2 separate regions of the Mus musculus genome follow, and region 1 is linked to region 2. Evidence: chromatin contacts called from public HiChIP or PLAC-seq data. All regions are on one chromosome and are shown on one strand. The core of a region is the stretch at or near the end of the contact, and the rest is flanking DNA. Distances in the headings are between cores, read along the strand shown.

Evidence for each region. HiChIP or PLAC-seq counts read pairs in DNA pulled down with a chosen protein or histone mark.
Region 1: an H3K4me3 HiChIP or PLAC-seq map of embryonic basal ganglia shows a contact between it and region 2, with 3 times the contacts expected there. The contact joins two enhancer-like sites.

Annotation. Positions count from the first base shown.
Region 1 is chr17:16,441,906-16,447,773 of GRCm38.p6, reverse strand. The region is part of intron 2 of Gm41534 (a long non-coding RNA gene); the gene reads right to left. Among named protein-coding and RNA genes, the nearest start is that of Gm41534, 210 kb to the right of the region's middle. Within about 2 kb of position 3,058, at least 10 of the 459 cell types and tissues checked have an H3K27ac peak or open chromatin away from gene starts, as enhancers often do. A contact at or near this core is called in embryonic basal ganglia, where this site is marked.
Region 2 is chr17:15,988,602-15,994,557 of GRCm38.p6, reverse strand. No RefSeq gene overlaps it. Among named protein-coding and RNA genes, the nearest start is that of Gm41533, 84 kb to the right of the region's middle. Within about 2 kb of position 4,052, at least 41 of the 459 cell types and tissues checked have an H3K27ac peak or open chromatin away from gene starts, as enhancers often do. A contact at or near this core is called in embryonic basal ganglia, where this site is marked.

The DNA of each region.
Region 1 (5,868 bases), core at 1,809-4,308, 450 kb before region 2:
AGGAAGAAAGATCATAAAGAGCCAGAAGATCTGGGAGTTTTCTGTGAAATTTTGTCTCCTAGCAATGTCAGAAGATATACCCATAAAGTCTCACCAACATGGCTGCATAACAAGAGCAGTAATGGACATGCTGAAGTAGACCTGGAAAATCCTACATGGTATCAACCCGAATCAATGAACTGTAGGCAACTGAGAAAAGCTGGAAATGAGAAGTTCTTCCCCAAAGAAGATCTTACTAGTATTTTGTTCAATTCCAAATGGTTAGCCCTAAAAACATGCATACACACAAGTAACTATGTATGTGTGTCTGTATATACATATGTATGTATACATATATATACACACATAATGATATATGTATATATGTGTGTTTGTGTGTATATATGTTACACACATATGTTACATATATGTTATATTTTATACACACACACACACACACACACACACAAAATAACAATTAGTGGAAAATGAAACCATGAACATAAAGAGTGGAAAAGGATATATGGAAGGGTTTGGAGAGAGGAAAGGGAATGAAGAAATGTTACAATTATAAATAAAGAAAATAAATTGCTTTAACTTTATTGAAAAATCTTCTTTTGGACATGTTCTTAAATTTTACATGGAAAATCTATTTTCTTCATATATAGAGAAGTATCTAAATTTTGAATAAAACAGAATGTTTGCCAAAGATTGAATAAGAGAGTACTACTTACTTCAAGTAAGAATGAAATCAATGGAGACTTTTCAAGTATAGCACTACCACCATCACCACCACCAATCCACATACACACACACTTAAAGATGTCTCCATCAAATCCTTCCCCCCAGGCCTCAGACAACCCTGTGGAAGAGGAAAGGGAAAGAGTGTAAGAGTGTTTTATATTCTATATTTTCTATTCTATGTTATTTTATTATTATCCCTTAGATGCCTTATGTTTTGTTAGGAGAGAAGGGGAGTGAGTCCAGATGGGAAGGGAGAAGGTAAGAACTGAGAGAAGTAGAGGAAGGAAACCATAATCAAAATATGTTGCATGGAAAATAAGTATTTTCAATAAAAGAAACATTTTACAGTGCATGTAATTGAGTAATTCCTGGTGGTATAAAATGTCTGAGCACATATACCCTAGGATGTCATAATAGAATTCCAAGGAGAAACAAGTTTATATGAGGAAAGTACATGTTTAAAACACGAAATGGTAAAACAGCAACATTTACAGACACTTTATAGGATGTCAATGAAGGAGCAATTAATACTATTATGACTGTTTGTAGCCACATAAAAGGGGGATCATGAGAGGCAAATTGCTGCAGATAGCTCAGATCTAAGTACCACCAGCTTTTCTCATAACTCAGAATATTAGCTGCATGTGGAGCCTACTTTTGAGACAGAATATCCCAGCTCCTTGTGAAATGAGCTTGAGTTGAATGAAGTCTTGGAAATAGTTTAAAAATGAGCTTGACAAGATTTTGCTGAAAGGACCCTCATATAGCTGTCTCATGTGAGGCTATGCCAGTGCCTGGCAAATACAGAAGTGGATGCTCACAGTCATCTATAGGATGGAACATAGAGCCCCCAATGGAGGAGCTAGAGAAAGTACCCAAGGAGCTGAAGGGGTCTGCAACCCTACAGGTGGAACAACAATATGAACTAACCAGTACCCCCAGAGCTCGTGTCTCTAGCTGCATATGTAGCAGAAGATGGCCTAGTCAGCCATCATTGGGAAGAGAGGCCCCTTGGTCTTGCAAACTTTATATGCCCTAGTACAGGGGAATGTCAGGGCCAAAAAGTGGGAGTGGGTGGATAGGTGAGCAGCGCTGGGGGAGGGTATAGGGGACTTTTGGGATAGCATTTGAAATGTAAATCAAGAAAATATCTAATAATTTTTTTAATGAGCTTGAGAAAAAAAACAGGAAATGAGCTTGTGATCTGATATTGCCTGCCAGCACTGGCATCAACTAACTGCATTTTTACCGCATTTTAATCTGATCCTTAGAGTATAGTTTATAACTGGATCTCCTGCTGCTACTAGATACATTGGCTCAAGCTGAAGGGGTAGTGTCATTGTTGAGATGAAATATACTCAAGCTGGCTAAAGAGATAGCATCAATATAAAAATTATTTCCTGTAACAATATATAACATGTACATAAGTGACTCCCATAAAGTTTTGTTTTCTATAATAATATCCTTTGAAAATCAAAAACTGTACTGAGTATAAAACCCATTAGATCTTAAACCATGCTAATAATATGTATTGGCAGAAGGAGAGAGATGGTAATGTAGTATTTTTCATGTTCCTGTTGTATATCTCAGACCTGTCTATAGATATGCATCCAGAAAGTCTACTGACACATTTATATACTTTTTGAGGAATACATACATTCATACTTATTTTCTAAAATGTCTATGATAAAGTATGTTTATAATACTTGTTGTAAATGTTAATAATAAAACTTTAAAAATATGATCTGGTTACATTCCATCAAGTTATTTCACTTATATCAAATGCTAGCATGCCAACCTTCTGAACAGTCACAACCTAGCAAGTTAACAAAACACTTTTTAGTTAAACAATGAAAAGGGAGTTAAGACTACAAACTCAGAGGAAATTTGAAAACATATGAAACATAAAGGACATTGGTAAACCCAAACTGGAAGTTTATTAATCTCCTGGTATTTTTTTTATCTATATTGCAGTCTCACAGCTCCTCTCTTTTTAAAATATAAGTAAAAAATAAACCAAGAATATCTTTGCATTCTCTGTTTTACTAAGAAATTGTCCTAATCCCTTTCCCTGTGCAGGCTATCTATGTGGGGCCTGGATCATTATGGCAGGCTAACACAGTCTAACTACATTGTCTTTCTAAGGCCTGGAGTAACAGCCCTAGAAAGGTGAAGTCTGGCAGCATTCATTGCCCTGGGTCTGTGCTTCTTCAAAAGCTGGTATTCAGGGTTGTGACAAGCTGGCAAAGACCAATCAGCGGGAATTAGCGGTATTGTGTGCAGCTGGCTTATTGCATGGTTTCTAACAACACATCCAACAGAACTGATTATGTCAAAACAGATTTCCCTTCATTAGAGCCTTGCAGTCAGCACTTCTAACAGATAACCAGATCAGAGTGTGCCTGTGCAAGAGCTCTGAGGTAACCCCTGGATGCTGAAGGAAGGCTTTGAGAGGTCGGTGTATTAGTGAGATGTTAAGGATACAGATCAGTCACATCTGGAAAAACTGCTATTCTTCCTTCCTCCCTTGATTTCTTCGGTCCTTCCTTTTATCTTCCTTCCTTCCTTCCTTCCTTCCTTCCTTCCTCCCTTCCTCCCTTCCTCCCTTCCTCCCTCCCTCCCTCCCTCCCTCCCTCCCTCCCTCCCTCCCTTCCTCCCTTCCTCCTTTCCTTCCTTCCTCCCTTCCTCCCTTCCTCCCTTCCTCCCTTCCTTCCTTCCTTCCTTCCTTCCTTCCTTCCTTCATTTCTTTATTTTGAGATTTCTCATGGAATTTACTTACAGAAAAATGATTTTAAGCTAAGTATTTTTCAATTACATGACAATGAAAACAGTCTCACAAAGTCCTAATAATATTTTCACTTTCATCTACTTTTTGATTATTATTTCATCACAACATTTTCTCTTTCTGTTCCTCCCTCTAAGTCCTCCTACATACTCCCATGCTCTTCTTCAAATTTATAGCCTTTTATTCACTAATTGTTATTGCATATATGTATATCCACTTATATTTCTAAATATAACGTGTTCAGATCATAAAATGGACTGCAAGTATGTATTTAGGGTTGATCATTTGGCACTTGATAATCAGTGCTGTGCTTTTCTCTGTAGAAGGCCACCTCTTCCCATTTCCAGATTTTCTCACTTGCCTATAGTTCTCTGTGTATGGTTGAGGCCTCATGGATTCCGCTCAACCAATTTGACAAGTCTCTTGTTCTTGTCTTGTTCTTATGACATATGAACAGTAACGGTGAGAATTTAATTGGTGTATCTTCTGATAGTAATAAGAGATGCAAATAATTGACTTTTAAAATCTTTCTGTTCCATCTTCCACAGTGGTCCACAACTCTGCATTTTGATTGGTTGCAGTGGTCTTCTGTTTCAAAGAGAAGTTTCCTTGATGAGAAGTAAAGATTATACTTTTCTGTGATTGTAAGGACAAATGTTTATGGGTTATTGTTTGACATTATGATTGTTTAGTAAATTAGTAATTGTAGATTCTCTTCCAATAACCATTACTTCACTATCACGGAGTATTTAGCTAAGTTTCCAATACCAGGAATAATTTTCTTGTTCTTAATCAGGTCTTAAGTCTAATTAGAGAGCTGTTGGTTACCAGACAGGTATGTAATCCCAGAGTAATTATACCACATTGTCTTTGATGTGATTCATAGGTGTCATACCTGTGTTGGATTGTTGATCCTCCATTAAAAGGTTGCATGGTCCCTTCTGCTACCATGAAAGCCAGCCTTCAGAGAAGTGTGTCCATATCAATTACAGATCTGGGGTCTCTGGGCCATGAGAACACCTGAAATGGATGGTGTCTTCACTATTAGGGAATGATCTGAAAACCAAAGGCAATGGCAAGAGGCTATATGTTTTTAGTGTCTCTTTTTTTTTTCTTTATTTTTAATTGGATATTTTATTCATTTACATCTCAAATGCTATCCCAAAAGTCCCCTATACCCTCCCCCCACCCTGTTCCCCTATCTACTCACTCCTACTTCTTGGCCCTGGCTTTCCCCTGTACTGGGGCATATAAAGTTTGCTAGACCAAGGGTCCTCTCTTCCCAATGCTGGCCAATTGGGCCATCTTCTGCTACATATGCAGCTAGAGACACGAGTTCTGGGGGGTACTGATTAGTTCATATTGTTGTTCAACCTATAGGGTTGCAGACCCCTTCAGCTCTTGGGTACTTTCTCTAGCTCCTACAATAGGGGTCCTGTGTTCCATCCTATAGATGACTGTGAGCATCCACTTCTGTTTTTGCCAGGAACTGGCAAAGCCTCACATGAGACAGCTATATCAGGGTCCTTTCAGCAAAATCTTGCTGGCGTATGCAATAGTGTCTGCATTTGGTGGCTGATTATGGGATGGACCCCTGGGTGCGGCAGTCTCTGGATGGTCCATCCTTTCGTCTTAGCACCAAACTTTGTCTCTGCAACTCCTTCCATGCATATTTTATTCACTATTCTTGGGAGGAATGAAACCTAGAATACCCAAGATACAACTTCCAAAACACAAGAAAATCAAGAAGGAAGATCAAGGCATGGATACTTCATTCCTCCCAAGAATAGTTTTTAGAGTCCCTTGGACAGCCATGGCCAACAACTCAAAAGAGGGCTTCTCACTTCTAGTATTCTGGTTTTTATTTTATATGGTCTAGGGCTATTTGAGTACCCACTCTCTCCCAGATGAGAAAATTCATTTAAACTATGTGATTTTATTTTTTAATGCATAGAATTAAGTACATTACATGGTTTTTGGGTAATGATATTTGTAGATTTTTCAGACATCACTGTTATTATTTTCTTTATTTTTCCTCCTTCTATTTGAAAAACTGAGATTCTAAACTCAGAAGGATTCTAGCATGTATACAACTTACTTTATCTAAATGTTTGTATATATAATTTTAGCTTGCACTAATTTTATTGCAAAATTTAAATTATTCACCAAGATTGTTATATCTCAAGGCAAGAATGTTTCATTTGTTCTAATGCCACAGGGTATAATTTGAGAATGATTGGCAAATCTGTTCTTATTGGTCCTGTCCATGCACATGTCCTCTTCTTGTCCAGTGTTAGGCCTTGACCTTGGGTGGGTGGCTATGATTCATAGATCTCTGTAGGTGAGTCTCACTCATGGAT
Region 2 (5,956 bases), core at 2,803-5,302:
GATGACTTTGTAGTTGGAAACCCCAAACCAACCTAAAAATAATTAGTAGAAAGAAAAGTTGAAGAAGATAGAAACAGAGAGAAAACTAGTGATGAGGAAAATGCCCAAAAAAAAAAAAAAATGTATTAGTCCTAAAATAGTTCTATTGAACACGATTAAATTTGGGCCTCATGAGGTTACTGATTTGCAAGGGTTAACGATTGTGGGGGCACATTTCAGAATGAAGACCCTCCACAAATAAATGCCATGATTGTAAAGAGCTAGCTTCAGCCTGTAATGAATATGGCTCGCATTCTTCCCTGAGCCCTATGCAGCTGTGCTCTGGAGCTGCCCTGTCTAAAGCAGGCGGTCTGGGAAGATCTGAAAGAACGCAAGTGTGCACAGGGGTGTGACCTCTTCTAGCTCTGCTGCCTTGAAGAGAATTTCCTGTGCCAGCTCACCCATGGCCTGGGTTTCCTTTAGGATATCAAGCTCCAAGTTTACAGTTCCTATCAGGGAGTCTCTTTGTTTGAACAAAGCCTTATTTGTTAGGAAGTGTCACAGATCAGCATGTATCAGACGCAAGATTGAATGTCCCACAAGCACAAAGGCATGCAAAGCTATGCCAGGATACCAGCAATGGGGCTTTTCACCATGAGAAAACAGATGGTCAAAGTGAAAGGGGCCAGTCATTATGAAAAAGAAATTCTTCCAGCCAACCTCCCCCGCTCCTCCATTCACTCTGTCTCACTGACAGGGAAACATTTGATATGCTGCAACATCAGCTGATGTTTGTGTCCTTTTAATTAAACCAAGAGGTCTGCAATAGGGATGTCCTTGTCTTTGCAGAGAAGTGATTTCAGAAAGAAGATAATGGAACCTTTTTTTTCTCCAGGCTTGCAAGCAGTTTGTGCATAATTTGTCCTTTGCAAGAGCAATCAAAGATAACTGGTGCGCAATTGATTAAGGGCTTTGTGTCCTTTTAATTACTTGTTTCTACACACTGGTTTAGTGACATGCTGAAAGCAGATCTGTCTGAGTTCTATCTGAGCTGTGGAGTTTTCTTTTCCTTATATGGGTTAAGAGTAAAGCTATTAGTAAGCCTCCAACACATAGAACAGTCCTATCCGATAGAAAGAGATTGTGAATCTTGCCTTTTTTATATCCTTTCAATGGACTATTACATGTTTTTATAGAAAATAAGGTGAAAGATGCTGTGGCTTTACTTACTTATAGAAAAAGTCCACATTTTCAATAGTATGAAGTCTTCCTTAACCTGAAAGTAGAGCTCAGAAGATTTTTTAGTTTGGCTTATTTTTAATTACTATAGTGATCAAATACTTGTTTCGTTTCCAATAGCTATGATAAATGCCCTGACAGAACCAACTTAGGATGAAAGGGTTTATTTTAGCTTACAATCCTGGTCATATTATATCGTTGCGAGAAAGTTAAAGGGGCAGAAACTTGAAGAGGCCAGTCACATCTGCAGTCCAGCAGAGAGATGAGACCATACATGCTAGTACTCAGCTTGCCTGTTCCCGTCTTACGGAGTCCAGGACCCAGCTCATGAAATGATGCCCACATTCATGATGGTTCTTCCCACTTCAATTCATTTAACCAAGGTAGCCCACTACACACACACACACACACACACACACACACACACACACACACACGCCCACAGGCCAACCTGATCTAGACAAACCCTCATTGAGACTGCCTTCACAGGTGATCTAGATTGTATAAAGCTGACAATCTCCTTTGAGTACTGATCTGTAGACTTAAAGGCTAAATTCCTTTGAAACATCATTGGAAAACTAAATAGAATAATGCATAGACTGAGTTTTATTGTTTGCAGTGCATGTGCTGAAAAGCCTTTCAAAAAAATAAGTGTTTGAAAACGTTATGGAAAATGTTATGATTTTAAGTTCTCCACCTAAAATCTGAGAAAACAAAAGAGCATTGTAATTTAACTAACTAAAATTAACTAACTAAAATCTTTCTAGCACTATTTAATGACACTTACTTACTCCTAACTTTCATGCTCCAGAGAAAAAGAAAAGTTGAGATTTGAAATCTCAAAAGAAACCCATCTAACCATATAGAGACTATGTGGCTATGGCTGCTGACATAGGAAGTGAACAGAAAGCTTATAGTATAGGATCCCTAATCAGAACACTGGATCAAGGGGCCCAACCTCTGCTTCATCAAGCAATACACAAATGTTGATGAAACAGTGAACCCACCCCACCCCAAAGAAAAATCTGAGGGAAATGTCAGAGAGTAGACCCTCACTAACCTAGCACATTCTCAGAGTGATTTACAAATCACTTTGACCACAGCAGGAAACCTGGGCGAGCAGCAGTAAATAGTTACCTCTTTTGAAACATATGATCTTCTTGCAAAAGGCTTGTAGAAAGCCTTGGAAGAGTCAGAGTGAAAGCGACAGTTAGGAGCTCTAAATTACAAAGGAAGAAAGGTTCGTATTCAAAACCAAAAGGGGAGACCTCGTGTGTGTGTGTGTGTGTGTGTGTGTGTGTGTGTGTGTGTGTGTGTGTGTATGTGTGTGTGTAGCTTACACTGTGCTGAATCGTGCATGGGTCTACACTGAGGATAAAGGAAGCAGCATTACAGGACAGCTTCATGAGAATAGCACAGGAGAAAATCCAGGGCAGGACTGAAAAACAAAGGACTGTAGACAGGATCAGGCTGATCATGAAGAATTTTAATGCAGTATGTTGTTTGCTATCACAACTGTGAGTTGAGCTAAGACCTGGAGACTCTAAAAAGAATGAGTTTCTATCTATGCAAAACTTATCACCAATGAAGATGACAATCTGAGCATATAGAGCATCTCGAAGCTCCACAACTGTGCTATTGCAGTGGGTCTTTGTACACACACAAAGCAATGGTCCTGTTTATTTGGTAGGTGTACCCTATACTCCATATACTGTTAAAGAGGACATAACCAAGCCATCACTCACTCCTACATTATGCTCCTCCATGCTGTTTACTGGTGTTATTGGAGAGTCCTACTGTTAGCATTCTGTCTAAGCTCCACCCCACAGTTACCTGGCAAGGTCTTACCCACTTATAAATGGGGCTGCTTGCTCCCTCTTCCCTCTCTTGTTCTTCTCTTGCCCTTTCCTTCTTGCTCTGACTCTGTCCTCTTACCCCTTCCCCCCCCCTCCCCATTTCCTTCTCCACTCTCTCTCCACGTGCTCATGGCCGGCCTCTACTCATCTTCTCCACTACTTCTCCCTACCTTTCTCTGCCTTGACTACCCTCTTAACTCCCCTCCCAATGCCCTGAATAAACTCTGTACTATACTATCATGTGACTGGTCCCTTTGGGGGAAGGGCACTCCCTTCCCACCTCACCATACCTCCATAGAACATAACCCCCCTTCTCTCTTTATCTTTTTATTAACGCATCACCTACTAGCATGGTACCCTACCCAACTGCTTTCTTTTCCAGGGTCCCCCATTCTTTCAGAACTCTCATCACCATTATTACAAACTTTCGTTTACACTGAGTCTGCTTTCTGGATTTCACACCATCAAACTTAGGTTTCACCCTTTTGTACATCTCTTAAAACATTTAAAGATTGTATTGTAGTTGCTTAGAATTCTTAGATGCTGGTGTATTGACATAAAAAACATAGCAACTCCATCATTTGGGGAAACAGATAGCAGGGTTATAAGCACGTGACTTAATGAAAATCAGGTCTAAGCGCTGCATTTATGCAGACCTGTAATTTAGATGTGAGCACAGCTCCATGGAGGGACAGAAGGGACAGCTAACAAGTATGTCAAGAGGAATTTTACCCATTTACTGAAAGTTAAATACAAATATCCTTTGAGTGGAAAAAAAATGAATGTTCTTGTGTAGCAAGCCTAGTGGCAGGTGAGCCCAACTCAGCTTCTCTGTCTTTAGCGACTCTTGCATGTTATTGACAAATGTAGTGCTTCTGGCATCCCTTTCTCACAAAAGCTGGCTCTACAGCGTGTGCTTTGTTGGTGAGCTCTGATGCAAATCGCTTCTCAGCAGAAGCAGCTCTGCCATTATATTCTAATTTGCAACCAAGCTGGCTTTCAGCTGTGCCTTGTCCTTGGGCTGTTCCCTCACTGTCAGGACCTCTCCAGGGTGCGCCAGCTGTTCTCATAACAGAGAGTGGGGGTAGCAGTTAGATGTCATTGATTAGCAGAAAAGCCTGCCTCGGCTGCCATTGCTCCTCTTTGTCCTAGAACCTAAATCCTGAAGGGCCACCCCGGGAAACAAAGGATGAAATAGTTTCCTCTGTACTCCATTTTTTCTTTGCTCCATTCTCTCAGTCCTCTAGCTGGATTTAGCGATTATATAAATCACTCAGATTACAATCTCTGGATAAGAATTCAATCCACAGACCCAGTAGGAGCACTAGCATGTCACCCTAAAATCTGCACCGCTTGTGAGTGTTGGCACTTTGTCTAGGCTCAACCCCACCCTTACCTGGCAACAGCCAGGTGTGCCTGACTCACTATAAAAGATGTTGTTTGCCCCCTCTGCTCTCTCTTGCCTTCTTGGTCCCTCTGGGGAAAAGGATGCCTCAGCATGAACCTTCAGAGACACGCCCTTCCCCCACACCTGACTACACATCCACCAAACATAGTCCCTCTCTCCCTGTTTTTTTATAAAACACAACAGTGAGCACACACAGATATGCAAAGTACTGCCTAGAATTCTAGTAATTTACAGAACTCCAGCTGAAGCCAGGCTGGGATAAGCACCTCTCACCCTCCTCCTCTTATCGCCCATCTTTTTCCTCCTCATATGCCATTTTCTGGTGTGTAAAGCCTTTCTAATCTACAACAGTGTTCAAAATGGCCTTTAAAATATTTCTGAACATTTATTTGCTCTTTCAAAGACAGAGAACAATAAATGAGTTGGCAGGCTAAAGCCCAGCCCCCATTGAAAGGATCCACGGATTTACCTTTCTTGGATTTATCTTCCGTGGATTTTCCTTTCTTGGACCTTTCTGTTCACACTGGTGCTGCTGAGATAACAGCTACAACTTTGTGAAACTTTGAGTACAAGTCACGAGGAACTCCAAGTGAGGGAAATAGCATATCAATTTGGAGAGACAAACAGTTAAAATTCTGTTCTCTTCTGTACATTGGTGGTCCCTCCCTCCTCTCTTCTCTATGACCATCAGCAGATGCACCAGGTGTGTCAACTCACCAGGCAATGCTTATTCATCTGCTGACATGGTGGGGAAACAGCTAGTTCAGCACATTTTCCCCTCCTGGTGACTTTCAAAACGACTCTAGCCTTTACCAGAGATACACTAAAGAAATTAGGAAGGTCTGTGATGAAAGCAGGCCACAGATATAAATATGAGGTTAGTGAGCATTAAAGGAACACATTAGAGATACACAAAATGCAAATGGTATCTCATTTCAAATTATGGCATGGTTAGGAACAGAGAAGGGAATGGAAGAAGGGTAAAGGTGAGCAAGACACCGTAATCAAGGGTTAATGTGATTATAGTACTTGATGTAAATGATTGTAACTTACATAAATAAAACCTGGTATTTGTTAAATGAATATACACTAATGAACAAATTTGTTATGTGCCACAAAGAACATATGATTATGTTCCTTTAAAATCCTATGGCCTGGTGACCTCCCAGCTGTTTTACTAAGTACCATAAACACTCTGCAACAGGTCAACCAAATCACCTGATGCCTTTCTCAAAACATGGCTGCATCAGATGACCGAATTTCTTAAGATAGATCCTAAAATCTTTATCATCTGACTTAATATTTGAAGTAATAAAATGGTATTGAAATATTCTTGAAACTTAAAAAAAAAATGGGACACCGTATTAGGTCAAACCTTTAGACAACGTTGAATCTGTGTCAAGATGTTGAAAAGAATCAAGCTAGAAAGAATCAGAAAAACATTATGTGAAGATGAGGCCTTTTAAGTCATTAC